Linked DNA regions of Pan troglodytes: region 2 is linked to region 1. The links are chromatin contacts, called in public HiChIP or PLAC-seq maps. All regions are on one chromosome and are shown on one strand. Each heading gives the region's core, a stretch centred on a gene start, on an enhancer-like site or on the middle of the called end of the contact. The rest is flanking DNA. Distances are from core to core; before and after follow the strand shown. Region 1 holds the start of EPB41 (erythrocyte membrane protein band 4.1). Region 2 holds the start of RCC1 (regulator of chromosome condensation 1).

Evidence for each region. HiChIP or PLAC-seq counts read pairs in DNA pulled down with a chosen protein or histone mark.
Region 2: an H3K4me3 HiChIP or PLAC-seq map of stem cell-derived excitatory neurons shows a contact between it and region 1, with 6 times the contacts expected there. The contact joins the promoter of RCC1 here to the promoter of EPB41 in region 1. A contact is called at or near these places in 1 of 7 Hi-C or Micro-C datasets (stem cell-derived neural progenitor cells) and 1 of 1 datasets of contacts at active chromatin or transcription factors (stem cell-derived excitatory neurons).

Annotation. Positions count from the first base shown.
Region 1 is chr1:202,092,807-202,097,223 of NHGRI_mPanTro3-v2.0_pri, reverse strand. EPB41 (erythrocyte membrane protein band 4.1) reads left to right here and starts at 2,635. Exons shown (of 21, transcript XM_063783718.1): 1 at 2,635-2,946.
Region 2 is chr1:202,464,747-202,469,163 of NHGRI_mPanTro3-v2.0_pri, reverse strand. It overlaps RCC1 (regulator of chromosome condensation 1), which reads left to right and starts at 2,216. Exons shown (of 10, transcript NM_001205205.3): 1 at 2,216-2,291. LOC112207533 (small nucleolar RNA U13) reads left to right here and starts at 1,480; the gene lies at 1,480-1,579.

The DNA of each region.
Region 1 (4,417 bases), core at 1,386-3,885:
TAATCCCAGCTACTAGGGAGGCTGAGGCAAGAGAATTGCTTGAACCTGGGAGGCAGAGGTTGCAGTGAACTGAGATCATGCCACTGCACTCCAGCCTGGGCGACAGAGCAGGACTCCGTCTCAAAAAAAAAAAAAAAAAAAAAAAAAAAGAGTGGTATGACCTTGGGTTGCCACTTTAGCTCTCTGAGCCTCAGAAGCTCTTTAGAACATTTTTGGCTGTTAGGATTCAATAAGATAAAATGAGCAAATGCCTGTAAAAGAACCAGGATCGCTAAATGTGAGTGGCTTCTTCAAGAGGTCACTGCTGACGGGGGCATCTCAGGTAGCAAAGTGCTCCCTGCAGTCTGGGGATGGAGGCGAAGATTATGATGTCACTGGCAGAGGCCATGGGGCAGGGGGCCTGCAGTCCAGGGAGTGACAGCTTTCCCGCTTCAGTGACTGACAAAGCCACACAAGGCCTTCACCCACACAAGTGCACAAGTCACCTCAACGAGAAACACACACACAGGTGCCTGGGTGGAGGGGCCGTGGGACGGGGCAGAGCTCTCTAGGTCCCAGGGCCTGAGGCCCAGGGGACAACCTGTTTATAGGACACAGACAGACACAGATTCACACCCTCTATATAAACTCACAAACAGGGGCACACCCTCACAGGCACCAAAACACACCCCCCTACACATACACATACACAAATGCACAGAAACAGGAGATACAGGATCACAAGCATATTCCCAAATGCACTCCCCACGCACAAATTCAGAAACGCAGAGCCCTCCCTAGCCACCACACACACACACACACACACACACACACTTATCAGGCTGGGGCAGGCACTGGCACTGCTGAGTCACCCACAGGCAGCTCAGCCCAACAGAGCTAGAGCCACGTGGCTGCCCCAGCAGGGAGGGGGCAGGGCCCACAGCAGCTCTTTAGAATCACCCCATCCACCTGACTGCTGGGGTTTTCCTCTCCCTAGCCCTTTGATTGAGTCAGGGGTGGGGATGGGGTTGGGGGAGGAGCCACTGTTTGCAGAGGCCAAATCAAAAATTTCACAGCCTGCACTCTCCTGGGTGCAAGAGTACACGTGAGAGGAGTTAAAAAATACTACTAGATTAATTACTATTTGCAAATATATTTTCACATACTCTCATTTAACCATCACAACAGCTCTATATAAAGTTAGCACTATTATTAATCTCATTTTACCCCGGGGTTGGGGGCGGGTGCCTTGCCCCAAAGCCCAAAACCCAGACTCACCTGCCTCCAAATCCCTACCTCATAACCCCTGGGCAATACTGTCTGGTGGGCAGGTGTGATATAGGCAAGTGAAAGGTACATCAATGTGCTTGGGAGCCTGGTTGTCTCTGTGTGTGTGTGTGTGTGTGTGTGTGTGTGTGCTCGCGCGCCAGGCTTCCCCAGGGGATTCACAGGGATAGAGACTGAAAGGGTCTCAAGTGTCCTGATTTCTGGTCGAAGGATCCAACATTTCTCTAGTCCCTTGGAGCCCACCTCCCTCCATCAGAAAACATCTCCCCAGTCAAAGGGCTCAGTCTGACCCTCCTCTGCTAGACTATGGGCTCCTTGAAGGCAGGAACCAGGGCCCTGAAGCCTCAAACAGGACCTGATTCAGAGAAGTCCTCAGTGAATTTGGAGGGGGGGAGAGTCAGTCAATGTATGACTTTTAATTCAGTTATGTATCAATATAACAATAACATCAATAATTATAATAAATGCTAATGCTTATTGCATGCTTACCCTGGGACTGGCACTGTTCTTAGCACTTGACATGGATTCTTTCATTCAATTCTTGCCACAACCCTTGAGGAAAATACTTTTATTAACCCCACTTTGCAGAGGAGGAAACTGGCTTGGAGAGAGTTAGTAGCTCACCCAAAGTAACTCAATTAGGAAGTGGCAGCGTTGGGGATTGGAACACAGGAAGTCGAGTTACCCCATTTAGTAGGAAGATCACTACATTCAGAGGAAGGCCTTTGTCCTCAGCGAGCCTCAGTTTGCCATATTTGTCCAAAGAAAGGGTTAGTTTTCCACGGTGCTCTGGCCTGGAATATTCTATGATCCTATGATTCTGTGACGAAGAGCTTTTGAAGTGTCAGGGTTAGTTTTAAAATGAAAGAGGCCATTCTGCCGGGTGGTGAGCTTCCTGACATGGGCATATGTAAGCCAGCTTAGGCCTGAAATGGGAGGGAGGGGATGAGACTTCGGCCAGTGACCATGGAAGCGTTGATGGAGTGGACCATCAGGAGCGGAAAAGTCACTGAGAAGAGTGGCAAGGCGGGCACGACAGGATCCAGAACTCGCTTTTACGGAACGCCTACTGTGTACCAGACCTATGCTTGACATTTAACTTACATCGCTAATTCTCAGGAAAACATTGTAAGATTTATGGTTGACGAAATTCAGATCCAGAGAAGTGACTTGTTCAGGGTCACGCCGGACGAAGTGGTAGGACAGGCGATCCAGGTGAGTCTCCTCAGGGTCACTTCCCTAGATCCCCTCTGACCAACCCCTCTACCTATTACCCTTAGGAGCAGTACCACGTGTCAAATTGCTTCACACTTTTGTCATATGACGTCACACCAGTCAATCCAGGAACTCCCTGCCCTTCCCTCCCCTGACCTCTGGGGTCTATCAAAGCAGCCCCCGGCTCAGTGTCCCCGCCGGACGAGGCTACACCTGCAGCCCCCGCCCCTTCCCAACTGCGACTCTGGCACTCCTCTGCCCGGGCCTCCCCCTCCCCGCCCCGCTGATCGGCAGTTGCCTGCGCCAATCAGAGGGCCTAGCGGGCGGGGCGGGGCCTCACGATGGAGTTGCCCTGTCAGTGCAGGTGGAGGCCCCGGCGGGGCAAAGTGGCAGGAACCTCTTAAAGGGCGAGAGCGGCGCGGAGCCAGAACGCGGTCGGCCCGGTCCCCGCCGCACCCAGCCCAGGTGAGCCTGGACCACCTGGGGGGCGACCCTCGGTCCCCGGGAGGGACGGGGTGAGGGACAGAAGAACCTACCCCCAAGGGCTCGGACCGTCCCGGGAGAGGCGAGACCGGGGTCGAAGGGTCCAGGGCTGAGGGGTCCAGCGGTCCCGAATTCCAGAATCCGAACTTGGGGTCCAAAGGAGTCTGGGCATCTTAAAGTTCAGGGTGCAGGGAGGGGCGTGGGAGTCTGGAGAGGGGGTCCGGGAGCTCGGATCCGGAGCTAGACACGTCCGGGTCCGGCCGGTCCTGGCTGTCTGGGGCGGGGGTCCTGCATTCGGTGTCCGCGGGAGAGTCCCTGCAGGTCGGCGCAGCCCCCGGCCGCCCCCTAGCCCCGCCTTGCCCGGCCCCGCATGCTCCTGCCGGGCCCGCAGCAGCGCTGGAGCGGGCTGGCGGCTCGCAGCCGGAGGGGGCTCCGGGGCCTGGAGCCCCGCGCCCCGCTCCGGCCCTTACGTAACTGACTTTGAGTTTCCGGACCCAGGGACCGACCCGCCAGCTGGGGCGCCGGCTGTGCCCGCCAGGGTGGCCCCCCCGGCCGCCGCGCCAGCCCCACACCCTCCCTGCCAGGCTTGGTCTAGGGGACTTCCCTCTGTCTGGGTCTCCCGGGTCTCTCTGTCCGGTTCAGGCTCCGGTTCCCTCTCATCTCTGGGTTCCCTGTATCTGTCATCTGTCGTCTCTGTTTTGCTGTCTCTTCCTGTCTCTGTCCTCTGTCTTTCCTCAAGAATTGTCTCGCCCTCACCTACACTTCCCGGCAGGCCCCACCTCTTCAGGGTGGGACAGGACCCCTCCTCTCCAGCTAGTTGGAGGCAGGGACCTGTCCAGACCAACCCGAGCCCGAGCTCGCTCCAGGAGTGGGGAGGAGAGAGGAGGGTTGGGGAAGATGATTCTAGGACCCTTAGCTCCTGGGTCCGGGAACGGACGACCCCTTCTCCGCCTCTGGAGCCCTTTCCTCCAGAAGGAGGAGGCTTGGACAGAACCTGGCTGGGGCTGGGCTTAGGGCAACTGGGAGTCCCTGTGAGAGCTGCCTAGTGTCTCGTCAGGGTCAGGTCCTCAGCTATTGAAGGAGAGCGGGAGGGGCTGGGGAGGGGCCAGAGCCCTGGCACGCGCCCCGGAGCTTCAGCAAGCTCCCTACCTCCACCCAGTTTCAGGCCTGGAGGATGGTCTTGGCAAGAGGCTGGGTGGGGAAGGGATCTGCAGGAGGAGGCTCAAGGGACTTCTGCATGTTGGGGAGGAGGGTGGAGATAGAATGACAGACCCGCAAGTCTAAGGAGCACCTACTGGGAACACTCCCTGCCTTGAAGGCTCTCCGGGGTGTCAGACAGACACTTCGGAAATAACTGTAAATAAGGCGTTAAAGCAGGTGTGAGGTGGGAATATTATTTCTTCTTTTTTTTTCTTTTGAGACGGAGTCTCGCTCTGTCGCCCAGGCTAGAGTG
Region 2 (4,417 bases), core at 967-3,466, 370 kb before region 1:
CAACATGGTAAAACCCCGTCTCTACTAAAAATACAAAAATTAGCTGGGCATAGTGGCAGGCGCCTGTAATCCCAGCTACTCAGGAGGCTGAAGCAGGAGAATTGCTTGAACCCAGGAGGGAGAGGTTGCAGTGAGCTGAAATCGTGCCATTGCACTCTAGCCTGGGCGGGTCAGGAGTTCGAGATCAGCCTGGCCAACATGGAGAAACCCCATCTCTACTAAAAGTACAAAAATTAAGGCTGGGCGCGGAGGCTCACGCCTGTAATCCCAGCACTTTGGGAGGATGAGGTGGGTGGCTCATGAGATCAGGAATTCAAGACCAGCCTGGCCAAGATGGTGAAACCCTGTCTCTACTAAAAATACAAAAATTAGCTGGGTGTGGTGGCAGGCGCCTGTAATCCCAGCTACCCGGGAGGCTGAGGCAGGAGAATTGCTTGAACCTGGCTGCAGTGAGCCGAGATCGCACCACTGCACTCCAGCCTGGGCAACAGAGTGAGACCCCATCTCAAAAAAAAAAAAGAGTTGAGGTCTCCTTCCACCACTTGTGTGAAGACCCCAGAAAACTTGCTTTACCTCTTTAAACTTCAGTTTTCTTATCTTCCAACTGCCATGAGGTTTTTGTGAGGAACAAATGAGCTGACATGGATGTTTCTGTAGTTAACAAAATAAAGGGTCTTACAAAATAGGCAATAATAATAATAATCACTTATTATTATTACATGAAGCTACATGAATGTGTAAGATCTTGGAGGAAGACAGCAGAGAGAGAGAGAGAGATCAGAGATCCCAGGGTTAAAAGTTGGAGAAATTTCACAGTACATCATCCAAAAGAGGAGTCCATGATGGAGGCAGAGGTAAACTTGGAGAGGTAAGAAACCCTGAAGACGGGGAAGTGCTTTGTGGCAGGCTCTGCATATAAGAAATTCAGCCTGGCCAACATGGCGAAACCCAGTCTCTACTAAAAATACGAAAATTAGCCAGGCTTTGTGGCAGGCACCTGTAATCCCAGCTATTTGGGAGGCTGAGGCAGGAGAATCGCTTGAACCTGGGCGGCAGAGGTTGCAGTGAGCCGAGATCTCACCATTGCACTCCAGCCCGGGTGACAAGAGCAAGACTCGGTCTCAAAAAAAAAAAAAGTTCAGTTCAGTTGGTAAGAACTCATCAAAAGTGTCCATCTAGACTTTGGGTGCCGTAGAATGACTCAGAGTCTGAATCAACATGAAATCGAGAAAACGTCCTTTGCAAGGGTTTCAGGGAACACCTGAAATCCTGAAGAACTGTTTGTATCCATCCTGAAGAATGGGTGTGTTAACAAGAGACAGTCTTTTCTTGGTACCTGTTTTCCATCTCTAACCCAACCCCAACTCACACCCTTCTATTTTATCTGGTCTCTCTCATTCCTCTTGCTCCTCCCCACTTGGCTCCCGTTTTCCCCAAGTCCATTCTCTATTTTGTTCTATAAGATCTGATCATATTAGGATGTTCTTGTAGCTCATAAGAAGATGACTGGGTGTTCACACGCATATGAGATGTGCCTCCCTCAAACCTTGTTAAGACATGGGCACATACCCATCTGATGTTAACTCACGGGGAAAAAAATCTGATCATGCCATTCCCGTGCCCAAATTCCCATATATCCCTACTGCCTCAGGATAGAGGCTGGACCCCTTAGACACACAAGACCCTGTATCCATGATCTGTCACTCCCACAGGCACCCTCTACTCCCATCTACTTGGCAGTTTCCCACAACCTCCCTGGGTTCTCGTGGTTCCCTGTCATTGCAAACGTCGCTTCTCCTAGGATGTCCTGCCCCCCTAGACTTAACTTGGAAAGCTGTTCTTAAGCCCCGGACTGAGTCAGATGCCCCTCTGGGTATCCCTGTCATAGCGTTGTGTGGTTGTTGGTAGTCTGATTTTTCAACCTTCTCCATGCCCTCTTGAGGGTAGGGAAGATGAGTATCTTTTTTCTCCGTACAGACCCTACCGCACAAGATTTTCCTAAACAGACCGAACTCAAGGAGTCTTTCTGGTTGTTAGTCCACGTGTCCCGATTTGGGGTTTCCAAAATACACGCCCACTGGAACCGGGCCAGGGGAGCCAGCCTGGCCAAGGGCTCCCCCAGCCCGGGAGCGCGCCACATGCAGATCCTGGGATGGCCGCCAGGGGCCGCCGGGCTCTTTGTTTTCCTTTCTCACCCGGGTCGGGGCCAGAGGCCTGCAGAGCGCATGCTCTGGGGCAGTTCGCGGCCCGGCGGGGAGCGCCGGAGTTCCTTGTGGCCGACGTGCACCAAGGTAGGTCTCGCCTGGGACGCGCGGAGGGTCCGGGCAGAGGGCGGTAAGCGGAGCGGCCACATCCGGAGCACGGGCCGGTCCACGCGGGCCTAGGTCGCTGCCCGCTCTCGCCCGTGTCGCGCGGCGCTGGCCCCACGTGAAGCCCGGAGGCAGGAAGGCGCGGTGCGGGCTCGCGATTCCCCGGCCCCGCGGGGCGCTCCAGCGGCGGCAGGGCGCCGCCTCGCTGGAGCTAGGGCCGCGCGGCCCCTCCGCCGCCGCGCCTCTCACGCCCGCACCGCGGCGCCCGCGCAGGCGGGAGATTCAAACTGCGCGAGCGCGGCGGGCCGGGTGCGCGCGGCCGCCCGGGCGGGGGATGGGTCTCTGCCGCGAGGAGGATGGTTTTGTCCGGCATGCGCTTGGAGAAGGCGGTTTGCAGATCGGGGAGGGAGCCCTGCCCGGGAGAGGGTGGGTCGTAGGAGCTCGAGGGTCTCCCGCTGTGGACCTTTGGGAGCCGTGTGTCTTGAACTCCGCAGCAGCTCAGTCTGTCAGCAGATTATTTGCTGGCCATTTATTGCGTCCCTCTCTTGCGGGGCTGGGGGACAGTAGTGAGAAGAGCAGGCCCGTGTCATTAGCGAACTATGCCCTTGAACCCAGGCGACGGACGCTACTGGCAAGTCATTCATACGTCACATATTGACCTAACTTCGACCACGTGTGACTTGTGTGCCCTAGCAGAAGTTGAGTGTGTGGGGTGTTACGGGGAGCCCTCAGGGGGATCCCCCACCCTGCCGAGGAGGCTCAGGGATGGCTTTCCAGGTGAAGTGACTCTTGAATGGGGTTTTGAAGGAACAGAGTTTTTCAGGCAGTCTGAGGGTAGTGGGATTAGGGTGATACAGGCAGAGGGATTGCACATGCAACGGCATGAAGGTATAGGTATTGTGGTCAGGGATACCACAGGTCTTGAGGTGACTGGAAGAGGAGAGTAACAAGATGATACAGCAGGGGCTGGGTCACGAAGCGTCTTGTGTGCAAGACTAAGGAACTCTGCGGGGTGGAGGAGGCAGGGAAGATTTCCCCCAAGAAGGGTATCAGAGTGAAACCTGGACAGATGAATTAGGAGTTCACGAGGCTCCTGTTTCAAAGACATCCCAAGAGCAGGAATCCTGTTCTGTTCATCTTTACAACTTTCTCATCAGATGCCCTTGGGCAACCCACCCAGTCCCCCAGAGCATTGGTTTCCTTATCTGTAAAGCAATGGTAGGGGGCATGTGGTGAGGATATAATTTTTTTTTTTTTTGAGACGGAGTTTCCACTCTTATTACCCAGGCTGGAGTGCAGTGGCGCGATCTCAGCTCACTGCAACCTCCACCTCCTAGGTTCAAGCAATTCTGCCTCAGCCTGCTGAGCAGCTGAGACTACAGGAACACACCACCAGGCCCGGCTAATTTTTGTATTTTTTTTTTTTTTTTTTTTTTAGTAGAGATGGGGTTTCACCATGTTGGCCAGGCTGGTCTTGAACTCCTGACCTCAGATGATCCACCTGCCTCGGCCTCCCAAAGTGCTGGAATTACAGGTGTGAGCCACCGCACCCGGCCAATTTTTTTTTTTTTTTTTTCTGATACAGAATCTTGGTCTATTGCCCAGGCTGGAGTATAGTGTCGTGCTCTCGGTCGCTGCAGCCTCCACCTCCCGGGTTCAAGCGATTCTCCTGTCTCAGCCTCCCGAATAGTAATATCCTATAATTTTCATAAAGCAGTGAAGTTGTGTGTCCCTTCCCCCAGGAAAAATGAACACATAGGCCCAGGCACAGGTTGTATAGAACGGGGATCCCAGGTGAGAAACTCCTAGTGTGAAATATACCACCTGTGTGCCTGGCATAACAGCAGCTCACCAAATGTATACTGTTGACACATGAGCCCTCTCCTCCCTTCCCTCCTGGGGACCTTTCACACAAAGAGATTTTTCAGCCTCAGTCTGGCAGGCAAGTTCTTCCTCCTGGCGTGGGGGACGGAGGGCACAGCTGCAGTGGCCTGGGAGGGCTCTGTCTCCTTTTACAGAAATCGAGGCTGTGGTGAGGTCACTGGAGGTCAGGGCAGGAGCACCAGGCTCCGGGCAGACTGTCTAGACTGGCGTGCCTACCCACTTTC